Linked DNA regions of Sus scrofa: region 2 is linked to region 1. The links are chromatin contacts, called in public Hi-C maps. All regions are on one chromosome and are shown on one strand. Each heading gives the region's core, a stretch centred on a gene start, on an enhancer-like site or on the middle of the called end of the contact. The rest is flanking DNA. Distances are from core to core; before and after follow the strand shown.

What was found. A called contact is a pair of places that touch in the nucleus more often than the background predicts.
Region 2: a Hi-C map of omental adipose tissue shows a contact between it and region 1, with 1.8 times the contacts expected there. The contact joins the enhancer-like site here to the promoter of TAGAP in region 1. A contact is called at or near these places in 1 of 5 promoter capture datasets (liver), 19 of 47 Hi-C or Micro-C datasets (alveolar macrophages, blood, embryonic fibroblasts and 10 more) and 2 of 2 datasets of contacts at active chromatin or transcription factors (alveolar macrophages and skeletal muscle).

The regions. Positions count from the first base shown.
Region 1 is chr1:8,207,309-8,212,319 of Sscrofa11.1, forward strand. It overlaps TAGAP (T-cell activation RhoGTPase activating protein), which reads left to right and starts at 1,990. Exons shown (of 10, transcript NM_001243543.1): 1 at 1,990-2,100; 2 at 2,701-2,785; 3 at 2,873-2,926; 4 at 3,233-3,299; 5 at 4,915-5,011. The coding sequence starts at 2,759.
Region 2 is chr1:8,157,112-8,162,122 of Sscrofa11.1, forward strand. No RefSeq gene overlaps it. Among named protein-coding and RNA genes, the nearest start is that of TAGAP, 50 kb to the right of the region's middle. Within about 2 kb of position 2,725, at least 2 of the 83 cell types and tissues checked have an H3K27ac peak or open chromatin away from gene starts, as enhancers often do. A contact at or near this core is called in omental adipose tissue, where this site is marked.

The DNA of each region.
Region 1 (5,011 bases), core at 740-3,239:
AGGTTTTTAAATCACTGGTAGAATTGTGTCGTGTGCTGTAGGGGATGACATAAGAAACCCTAAGGATTAGAAAAGATGTAGTCTTCATTTTTAAAAAGAGGGAACTATGCCCGTGAGGATGGATGCTTTAGTTTTCAGAGCAGTGCAAATATTAAGTTTCTCAGAAGAACCTGAAAACTTAAGTATTCCATGAAAAACGTCGTCACATACATATTGGCAAAGAATATGTATTGTTATATTCTACCGTGACTGTTTCATAAATAAATGTATTTATTCAGAAATTATCCATTGGGTACCTAGCACACGCCTGGCTCTAGGCTAGAACAGTATAAATGCCCTTTTTGTAATAATAATAAAAATCAGTGCGTTCGCGTTGGAGGTTTGTAAGGGGAGAAGGGTGAAAGAGCACTAGTACCATCTTCAGAGGACCCTGGCAGTTTCGAGGGCGGGCACCTCCAACTGGAAGCCTGAACGCCAGATCCGTCCTGAGGTCACCCGCTGAGGCAGCAGGCTAGCGGCTCCCCGCCTCAGTTTCCCAGAGTCTGCCTGTCCAGACCTCCTCTTCGGGGTAAAGACGTAGCTCTGTCAAAGTGCAAACGGCTCCAGATTACAAGTGCTAAGAATAAAAAGGGTTTGGGAAGCCTTTCTTGAAGAATAAGCTACACACAGAAATGAGCCCCCGAGACTTACCGCACCCACATGGAGAGATGGGCTATCACAGAGCCCCTCTCTGACCCCTTGGAGTCACTACCCACCCCCAGGAAATGATTTTCTGGCTTCTAGTAGGTGAGTATAGGTGAACTTGGTCTTTGGGGGCTTTGCGTACAAGATACACTCTTAGGTCTGGCCTCTTTTACTCTGTTTTTGGGGTTTTTTTGTTTGTTTGTTTGTTTGTTTGTGAGCCCCAACCATGTCACTGAGTGCAGTTACAGACTGTTCATTCTCCTGAGACTCCACTGTGAGAATGTGTCCCAGTCCAGGTATCTGTTCTGCTGTGTCTGAGTCATTTCACCTGCAGCCTCAGGCCATAGCAAAGACCAAGGATTTGCTCTGATCCAGAAGGAGTGTCCGCAGGTGAAACTCACCATCTCCTTCCTACTTTCAAATGGTCTGACCACAGGAGTGTTTGCTTTTCTGCCCGTGTCAGGACTGGGGCTGACCTGACTACGACTTAAGGATGGGGTTGGAGAAAGCAGAGGTTCGCATGGTGACGGCTCCTCATTCCAGAGGAAGCAGACCTGGCTTTTTTTTTTTTTTTTTTGGTCTTTTTAGGGCTGCACCTGCAGCTTATGGAGGTTCCCAGCCTAGGGGTCCAATTAGAGCTGCGTCTTCGACCTACACCACAGCCACAGCAACACGGGATCCTTAACCCACTGAGCGAGGCCAGCGATCGAACCTGTGTCCTCATGGATGCTAGTCAGATTCGTTTCCACTGAGCCACGATGGGAACTCCAGACCTGGCTTTTGACGGTGGCTGTTTTTCAAAAGAGGCAGCGGGTGTCCTGGGCTTCTTGAAGGGACAACATCCCACACCCAGAGGGTGGTTATCAATGTCTGGTGACTAATGAGCAGGGGAGATGGTGAGTGGGAGGGGAGACGGCGCCCAAATAGAAGACGAGGAACAGGGGGGGCACCTGAAATTACCACTTCAGAAAACAAAGCGATGTTTACGTACAGAATAACACAATTTCTTATTCACACATCCCACCCATGACATTGATCAGACCCTTCACTTTATGGCCATATGTCATTTTTTCCACCCCTGGTAGTTCGCAGATGTTTTACTTTGAAGTGGAAGAAGCAAAAAAAAAAAAAAAAGGACCAGGGCTGCCCTAAAAGGAATGAGGAAGTGAGAGCTCTCCAGCGTCTGGCTGGCCGGGTCCGGGTCTGGGTGACAGCCCGTGATGTTCTTTCCGGTCTCAGTAAGATTCTGAATTTCCACCTGCCCGCCCCCTCGCCTTATAATGCAGAACACGTGAAGTTAGAGCCGTTCCGTCTCCTCTCTGACAGTGGATTAGTAGGAGCAGAGTGTCATGCTGTTTCTCCCATTTTCCTCAGTTCACGGGAGGTGAAAGAACTCTGGCTGGAGGCCCTCCGAGGGTGAGTACCGTAAATTAACGTGACGAGACCGTAAGCTGCCTAGCGGGTCCCTGAGCTGTAAGACTGTATCTAACAGAAAACGGCTCTACCGGCTCTACCGTGGAATATGCAACAAATACTTTTATAAAGAATAAACTCAGAAAGCTTGGCTTTAATGGGCAGCCTGCCCTTTGGGGGTACAGGGAATCTGTACATGTTAATCTTTGCTCTATGTCTAGTTTAAGTAGCATCCTAGGAATACGTTTTTTCCTTTTCTGATGAGACGAGAAAATCTGTGCCGAGCAATTAAAACAGCACCCTGACACAGAGTGAGCGCTCCAGGAAAAAAAAAAAAAATGTCAGTTGGTATTACAACTGTAATGCAGTTATCTCCTGATGAGAATGTAATAAATGAATAACAAAGTTTGGCAGGATGAAGGTATCAGGTTTAAAACATTGAGAAATTAGTGTGTTCAGATGCTGTGTTTAAATAACATAAGACATCTGGGAAAATTTTTCTACCTGATAGTTTCAAACTTCGTGTTTTGTCAGAGTGCCGCTGAAATTGGCCAACACATTCTGTGTAACCCTCCTAACTCTTTCCTGTATGACTTCTCGTAGACAGAGCCAAGGCCACACGGGAGCAAAATTCATCACTGGACAGTCAGCCCAAACTCTAATGAAGTTGACCAGCAGCTGCCATGCTGTATGTGCCCTTCTTACGTTTCTTAATTCATGTTTTTTCAAGGCAAGAGTCAAAGATGTTTCCCTAATTTAAGTTTTTCTCTTTTAGTCAAAAACACTAAATGCCAGTAATATGGAGACATTAATTGAATGCCAATCAGAGGTAAGAAAGCAGTTTTTAAAACTTTTTATCTGCACTGTGGGAAGATGAAAAGCTTTGTATTAATGGAATGTCATTTGTATTATTTAGTTATCAGGATGGAAAATCAATAGAATAAGTGTAGTGAATTAAGCACTAATATTAATTGAGATCTTATAGGATGACAAACAAGACTTTAATATGGATTCGAGAAGCTAGAAAAAAATTAGACTATTGACTAATTTTTGTTATGAATAAGATGTTGATTTGCGTGGAAAGACTGGGCAGATGTCTTCAATCATTATTTTAACTAAGATAAATATGTTTTAGGGTGATATCAAGGCACATCCTCTGTTGGCATCATGTGAGAGTGAAGATAGCATTTGCCAGCTAATCGGTGAGTTTTGAAAATATACTGATCTTTTATGTAAATGATAACAACAAAGGTTCTTGGTTTGCAAAACCACAGCGCTTTACTAGGAATTTTTTTTTTTGACATGTTCTTTTAAAGACCACAGAACATTAACCCTTAAGCGGCAGGAAGGCTCCAGCTCCCCAGAGAGCAGGTCAGGTGCTCTGGTGGGTGAGACCCTCCCGAGGCCACCCCCAGCTCTCCTGAGGGGTCCGAGTGTGGTTACAGATTCCTGGCCATTAAGGTTTGACAGTTGGAGCGTGCATACTTGTGGAACATACACAGTTGCCTTTTCCATGCTCTTCCTTCTCATATGGAGAGTGATTCTTTTAATTTGTCAGTTGCAGTTGATGTACAGTGTTTTGTCAGTTTCTGCTGTACAGCAAAGGGACCCTGTTATACACACACACATTCTTTTTTTCACATTATCCTCCATCCTGTTCCATCACAAGTGATGAGATATAGCTCCTTGGGCTAGACAGCAGGATCTCGCTGCTTATCCACTCCAAATGCAATAGTTTGCATCTGCTAACGCCCACCTCCGAGCCCCTCCCACTCCCTCTCCCTCTCCTGGAGAATGATTCTAAGAGCACAGGAAGCAATTGTTGCCCATCTCAAATCCCAAAGGACCCACCGTTCACTCTTACTTTTGCCACAATTCATTGTAACCCTGACCCAGTTCTCCTGAACTCTGAGGACAAGCCAGGTCTGTATCCATTCTCTTCCGTTTGCCAGTATAAAAAGTGTAGAAATATGTGCCAAGGCATTTGCAATATAGCTTTTACCACTGGCAAAAAAGGAGAAGGAAGGAGAGCGAGAAGAGAAGGAAGGAAACTTGGGAGATGTTGCACCCACTGAATATCCCTTCAGTGGAAGGGCCCTTGAGGCACAGAATCGTGAGAATATCCTAAAGGAAAGAAATAGGAAACGGTATTTTGAAAGGATGGAATATCTTGATCAAGTTTTACCGAGAATTCACAGTTTCCAGGTCTAAGTTCAAACCTTCCCGCCTGCCCGGCCTTGGAGCACCCCGCCCGCCACCCCTCGGGCGAAACCCTGGAAGCGCCTGCGGGTGACTTCGTGACGTAGCTCCCTCTAGTGGAGGGTGCCGGCATGGCCACTGAGGTCAGTGGCCCGCGGGCGAAGGGCCTTCAAACCGGCCTTGAGCAAATCGCTTCCTCTTCCTCTAAGTTTCGTTTTCTTCACTCCTCAAAGGAGCAAAGTGAAACAATCTGTTTCACCTCAGAAATATCCACCGTGGTTATTAAGGGCAATATGTTAAAACGGTTGTTTATGACCTATTTAATTAGGTTTTGCCCATTTTCTGCAGCAAAGAGCTGATGAAGAGTAAAAACAGGAAAGGTGGAGACTTTGAGGAACCTTGGTGTTGATGTTTAGGGGCTGGTTGCCCTGGTAACAGGGTGGTGGTTTTTCGGGTTGATTTCTCTAGATTAAGATTCACACCCTTCGCTTCCTCCGTTCTTCAAAAACGATTCCCCCACATGGCAAACCTTAGTGGACTGTATCTGTTGTCTTATCTGGATCCCTGTGTATCAGTATTTGAATCTGATTTCTCTTTGCCTTGTTTTTGTGGCTGTAGAAATTAAGAAGAGAAAGAAGGTGCTGTCCTGGCTCTTTCTCCTGAGAAGGCTTTCTCCCTCCTCAGACTTTTCTGGAGCTTCAGAGACGGAGTTGAA
Region 2 (5,011 bases), core at 1,475-3,974, 49 kb before region 1:
AAATACCTGAATCCACATGCCATGATTTTGACCATCATCTTTAGTGGTTAAAACTTCGGATGAAGGTTTCCAAAATAAAACAGGACACTGATCTGTCACAAGCTAATCACCACAGCAGGGAAGGATGAGAAAAATCAGGAGTGAAAATCCTGTCTGTAGTAGAGTCTCACCTGATGGTCGGTCCTGAGTAAAACCGCTGCGTGGTTAACAATATTCCCGACGGTAAATGACAGCACAGTGTGTGTGACTGCCGGCTACGCAGATCGATCTCACACCTTTGCCTCCGTGTTTGTGCCTGGTTTAGCCAGTGCTTTCAACAAACTGGCTCATTCAATCCACTTGCCCTCTTTCCAGTGACATATGACAGAACCCTGGTTGTCTTGCCAGTTGGTCCTGTGACCAGATGTTTAAAAGATGCCGGTACTGAGGTGAGCATCTAGGCACGAGCTCGCTGGGTGGTCTGGCTGTGGGGGCCGAAGCGCCAGACCTCAAACTTCGTCTGCGCTTGGCCGAATCAAACAGAATTTACACATCCTCTCAGAGGGGAATGCAGCAGAGTGTTTTGCATACAGTAGGTGCTCAATAGTGGCTGAAACAGCTGTCCTATTAGTCAGGGTGACCAAACCATTCAAATGTAAGTGACACTTTTCATATGACATTTGAAGAGTTCTGTGTGAATCACGCTAACCGCATCTTTTGACCTGATTGAGCTCAGAATTGGTTTCCTATCTGCTCTTAACAGTCTAACTTCCAGGCTGTCAAACAGAGATCTACTGAGCACCTTCTGTGTGCCTGACACACAGCTGGATGCTAGGGATGCAAAGACGGGTACAACTAAGGACCTGCTCTCTTGGTGTTCCCCGCATAGCGACAAGTAGTGACAGGTGACAAGTAACCACAGGACATCAAGAGAGCTGTTAGAGCCAGAGCAAGGCGCTGGGAGAGGAAGTGACCACCTGCGCCCCTGGAGAATTGGAGCTCCTTGAGGGTGGAAGTGACCTGGATTCTGATAGACAAGTGGGAGTTGGCCAGGCTGGCTGGGGCCACTGCCCATACAGGATGGCACGTCCCACAGGGCAGCCGGAGACGCCATCTGATTTCATGAACACAATGTATAATCACACAACCCGGGAGCCCTGTGTGCTGGAGGTAGTGGTCATGTACCTGCTTATAAAATTCCGATAGAACAGCGACACTTAAACAATCAGGAGACAGGAAGCCCTTTGAGAACCTGATTTTTTTTTAATGGCGTCCCCCTCCCCCCATGAAGCCACCCTCCAACGACGGCTTAGGAAATCCTCCCGCATAATAGGAAATCCTCCTGGACAACGCGCTTGGAAGCCAGCTAAGACCACAGGGACCCACAGCTACAGCAGAGGTTCACCTGGGCTAGCCATCCTGCTTCTGCCTCTGCAGGGCCACCCAAGTCTCTTTACACACTCACCCCAAGAAAAGTGTTAGGGTGATGAGACCTGGCAGCTGGAGCCCGCTGTCGTGGCAGAGCGATGCCGCGAAGCTGCAGCGGGAGGCCCTGGACCAGCTGACCTGCAGAGCGCATGCCTGCTTCCTGCCCCATGTGCGCATGTGCGGCGGCGCCAGGCTGCCCTCGGTGGGTGTTTGCGCTGAGCCCACAGCCGACCCCCGGGCTTACAGTGTGGACGGCTGAACACTCCGGCCACCGTCTTCAGGGAGGCTCTCTGGATGATTAGTCTAGGAGGAGATCCCCCAAATAAGCAAAGCCGAAAAGGCCAAAGCTCACATAGGCTAGAGTCTGAAGTCTGGTTTTCTCTCCTTCTGGTCGACGTGAATCTCTTCTGTTCCTCACGTCCCAGACCCATCTGTAAATACAGCTCGAGGATTCTGGCCCGATTCACGAGGCAGATGAGAATTTAAATCAAGTGAGGCAATGCAGGTGAAAGTACTCGGAATGCTAAACCCTCTGAAAGCCATGGGTTAATTTTAGAGAAAATATTAGAGAGCAAATGAGAATATTACAGAAAAAAGGGGGGGCATTTTACTATTACCCCCAAACAATATTTCAATATTAAAAAAAGCCAGACCCCCAGTAGAGAAAGAATAAATAGTAATCGTCATTTCCTATAGGATATCATAAATACACCTATTTTATATGTTTATTATACAATTTTTTGGGGGGGGAAGAGAAGGACCCTTGATATAATTACAGGTGAGAGTTAAGACATTTTTGCTTTGGTGGATCAGGTTCTCCTAGAACCCTGGCTGGCACATGTAGGTGTTAAATAAAGATGTTTTTATTATAAAAGAGTGCGCTGGCCTTGGAGAGGATGGGGGGAGAGGCTGCCTGCAAGGATCCTGGCCAGAGTGCGCTGGAACCGTGCTTAGTGTGGTTTTCTGCACCCACATGTGTCTGCTGAGAGCCAAGCCCACGATGGATTCTGGCTTCTCTGTGGTCCCACCCCCTGCTGCCTTCTCCCATCACTCCACAGCTCCCCACCGCCCACCCCTTGCTACAAGCTGGCTATGGGTGAGAAGCCAGTAAAGGGTAAGATAAATCCAGTGACCTCAGTGGAAAGCAAACCAAGCAAAGCAGTTCACATGTAGTCAACACCATCTTTGCTTCATTCATTCATTTGTTCATCCTGCAATTTCCACATCCAGGCACTATGCTGAAGGTGTAGATGAATCTGCACTGCAAGAGAGAAGACAGACAAGCAGGGAATTAGATGACAGAAGCTTGCAGGAGCCACCCAATCCAGACGACAGGTGGTCCCTGGAGTGAATGTGGAGGGGGCGTCTCAGAGAACAGCAGAAAGGCCAGGGCCAACCACCCAGAGCCCTGAGACTCTCAAAGGCACTGCAGGATTCTAAGGCTGGAAGTGGTTCAAACTTATACACTGACAAAATTCCCCAGATAGTTATATGGAAGATAGAGGGGTTCAGAGAGTCAGGGAAATTAAGATCTGAGGCAAGGAAACCGTGAGAAACTATTGAGTCATGCCAGCAACGTGCCACCAGCCCTTGAACTTCAGCAGTGGCAGCTAAGATGAAAAGGAAGGGGGTGAATGAGAAATACTTTGGCGGTGGAATTGGATACGTGGTGGAGAAAGAAAAGTCCTGATTCCAGCTTACATCCCAGTACTTGTCAACTATGCGATCTGCAGGTTACACCACTGAGCTTCAGTTTCCTCATCTGTAAAATGGGTCTAATTATGTAGGCCTGTTTTGAGGCTTGAAAAAGAATGAGAGTAAGAGATTAACCTGGCACTTAGCAGGTGTTGAATAAATGCCAGCCCCGTGGAAAGAGGATAACTCCTGCCATAGGTAGGAGTCAAATTTGAAAATAAATAGCAAGAAAACAGGAAGGAGCAGAGATGAGCTGCCTGGAACCCTGGAGTCTGGGGACTGGGCTTACACTTAGACTTCAGGAGAAACAACACTGAAACAGTGAAACTAGAGAGAGAGGTTTGCCCATGCCTCACTCAGAGCAGTTACCAAAAGCAGTTACCTTTTGGTAACTCCTCACTCAGAGCAGTTACCAAAAGCAGTTACCTTTTGGTAACTCCTCACTCAGAGCAGTTACAGTTACCTAACTCCTCAGAGCAGTTACCAAAAGCAGTTACCTTTTGGTAACTCCTCACTCAGAGCAGTTACCAAAAGCAGTTACCTTTTGGTAACTCCTCACTCAGAGCAGTTACCAAAAGCAGTTACCTTTTGGTAACTCCTCACTCAGAGCAGTTACCAAAAGTAGGTAACCTGGGGTTGTGAGGAATAGAAGCCTCAGGGCTCTGCTGCCTGTACACCCCGACCCTCCCTGGAAAAGGCGCTGCAGTTTTCAAGCTCAGGCTCCCTGCTGCTGAAATCAGTCTTAAAGCCCTCTGTTCCTTTGGGAAAGTCACCAGTCATTCGGAGAACCCCCAGATGCTTCATCAAGCTCCATTCCTTCTATCAAACCTAGAGACACAACGAAGGGAGTTCAGGTCAGAGGGTAGGACTAGAGTAGCCAGGCAGCCGCCCCTTCGGGTGAGCGGCACCTTTGAGCAAGCTCACTCCGCTGCCGCGCTACACTCACCGCTTTCTTCCCACCTTTCAAGCGTGCTCCCCAAGCTTGCTCAGGCCAGCCCTGACCCGGAACGCAGTGGGGCGCTCAGTATACCAGATCGTTTCCCAGGTCAGGTTCTGGGTAACGGATCTGGTCTCATCAATCGCGGGCAACCAGCACTTTCACTGTGAGAAGCCGCCATCCGGCCGGGCTCGGCCCCACTCTCCTCCGTTGGAAACTGATCAGCACATGGAAAGGCAGAGGGCAACGTTATTTCCACTCACCGTGTATTTGCTACATCACTGGTTTCCTATTTCAGTGCGTTTAAAAAATTTCCCCTGGGGTGAGAGCGCTGAGGCGCCTTTGTTGTGAAATATGGTTAACACGAGGTGCTTTTTTTTTTTTTTTTTTGCATGACGTCACTCAGACTGGGTCTCTGTGTAGGAAAATTAAAAAGCCCCGGTGAGCCTCCGGTCCTCTGGGATCTCAAAGAAATGCAAAAAAGAGGGAGGAGGCGGTTAAGGGGAAGAGCAATGAAAGGAAGGGTAAAAGAAAAGAAAACAGTGTCTAGACCAAGATTAAAATGTGGAAAAGCACTCAGCAGAGCAGCATTCTAAAAAAACCTTAGCTACTTCCTTTTATTAGTCATAGATTATCTATGTGTCCATAGTTTGTAAAGTTCAAATGGATAATTACTGGACAGATTTAGATGTTACCCTTATTATGCTTTATAAAATCATATTTAAAATATTCAAATATGTAGTTCAAATCTTCAGAAGCTCTTTATCATGTGAATGTTTTCATGTGCACTAAATCTGTAGGATGAATTGAGCCAGAGGTCAGAGTATTGCCCTTCTATTGTGTTTAAATAAGTAAATTCTTAAAATCAGTTGACATTGAATAAAATTTTGGCTTCCTCGTTTTTTAAATAATTGGCAGTAACACTGGGCCCACATTCTTACTTGGTGCCAGTGAGCCTACCCTTTGAACAGA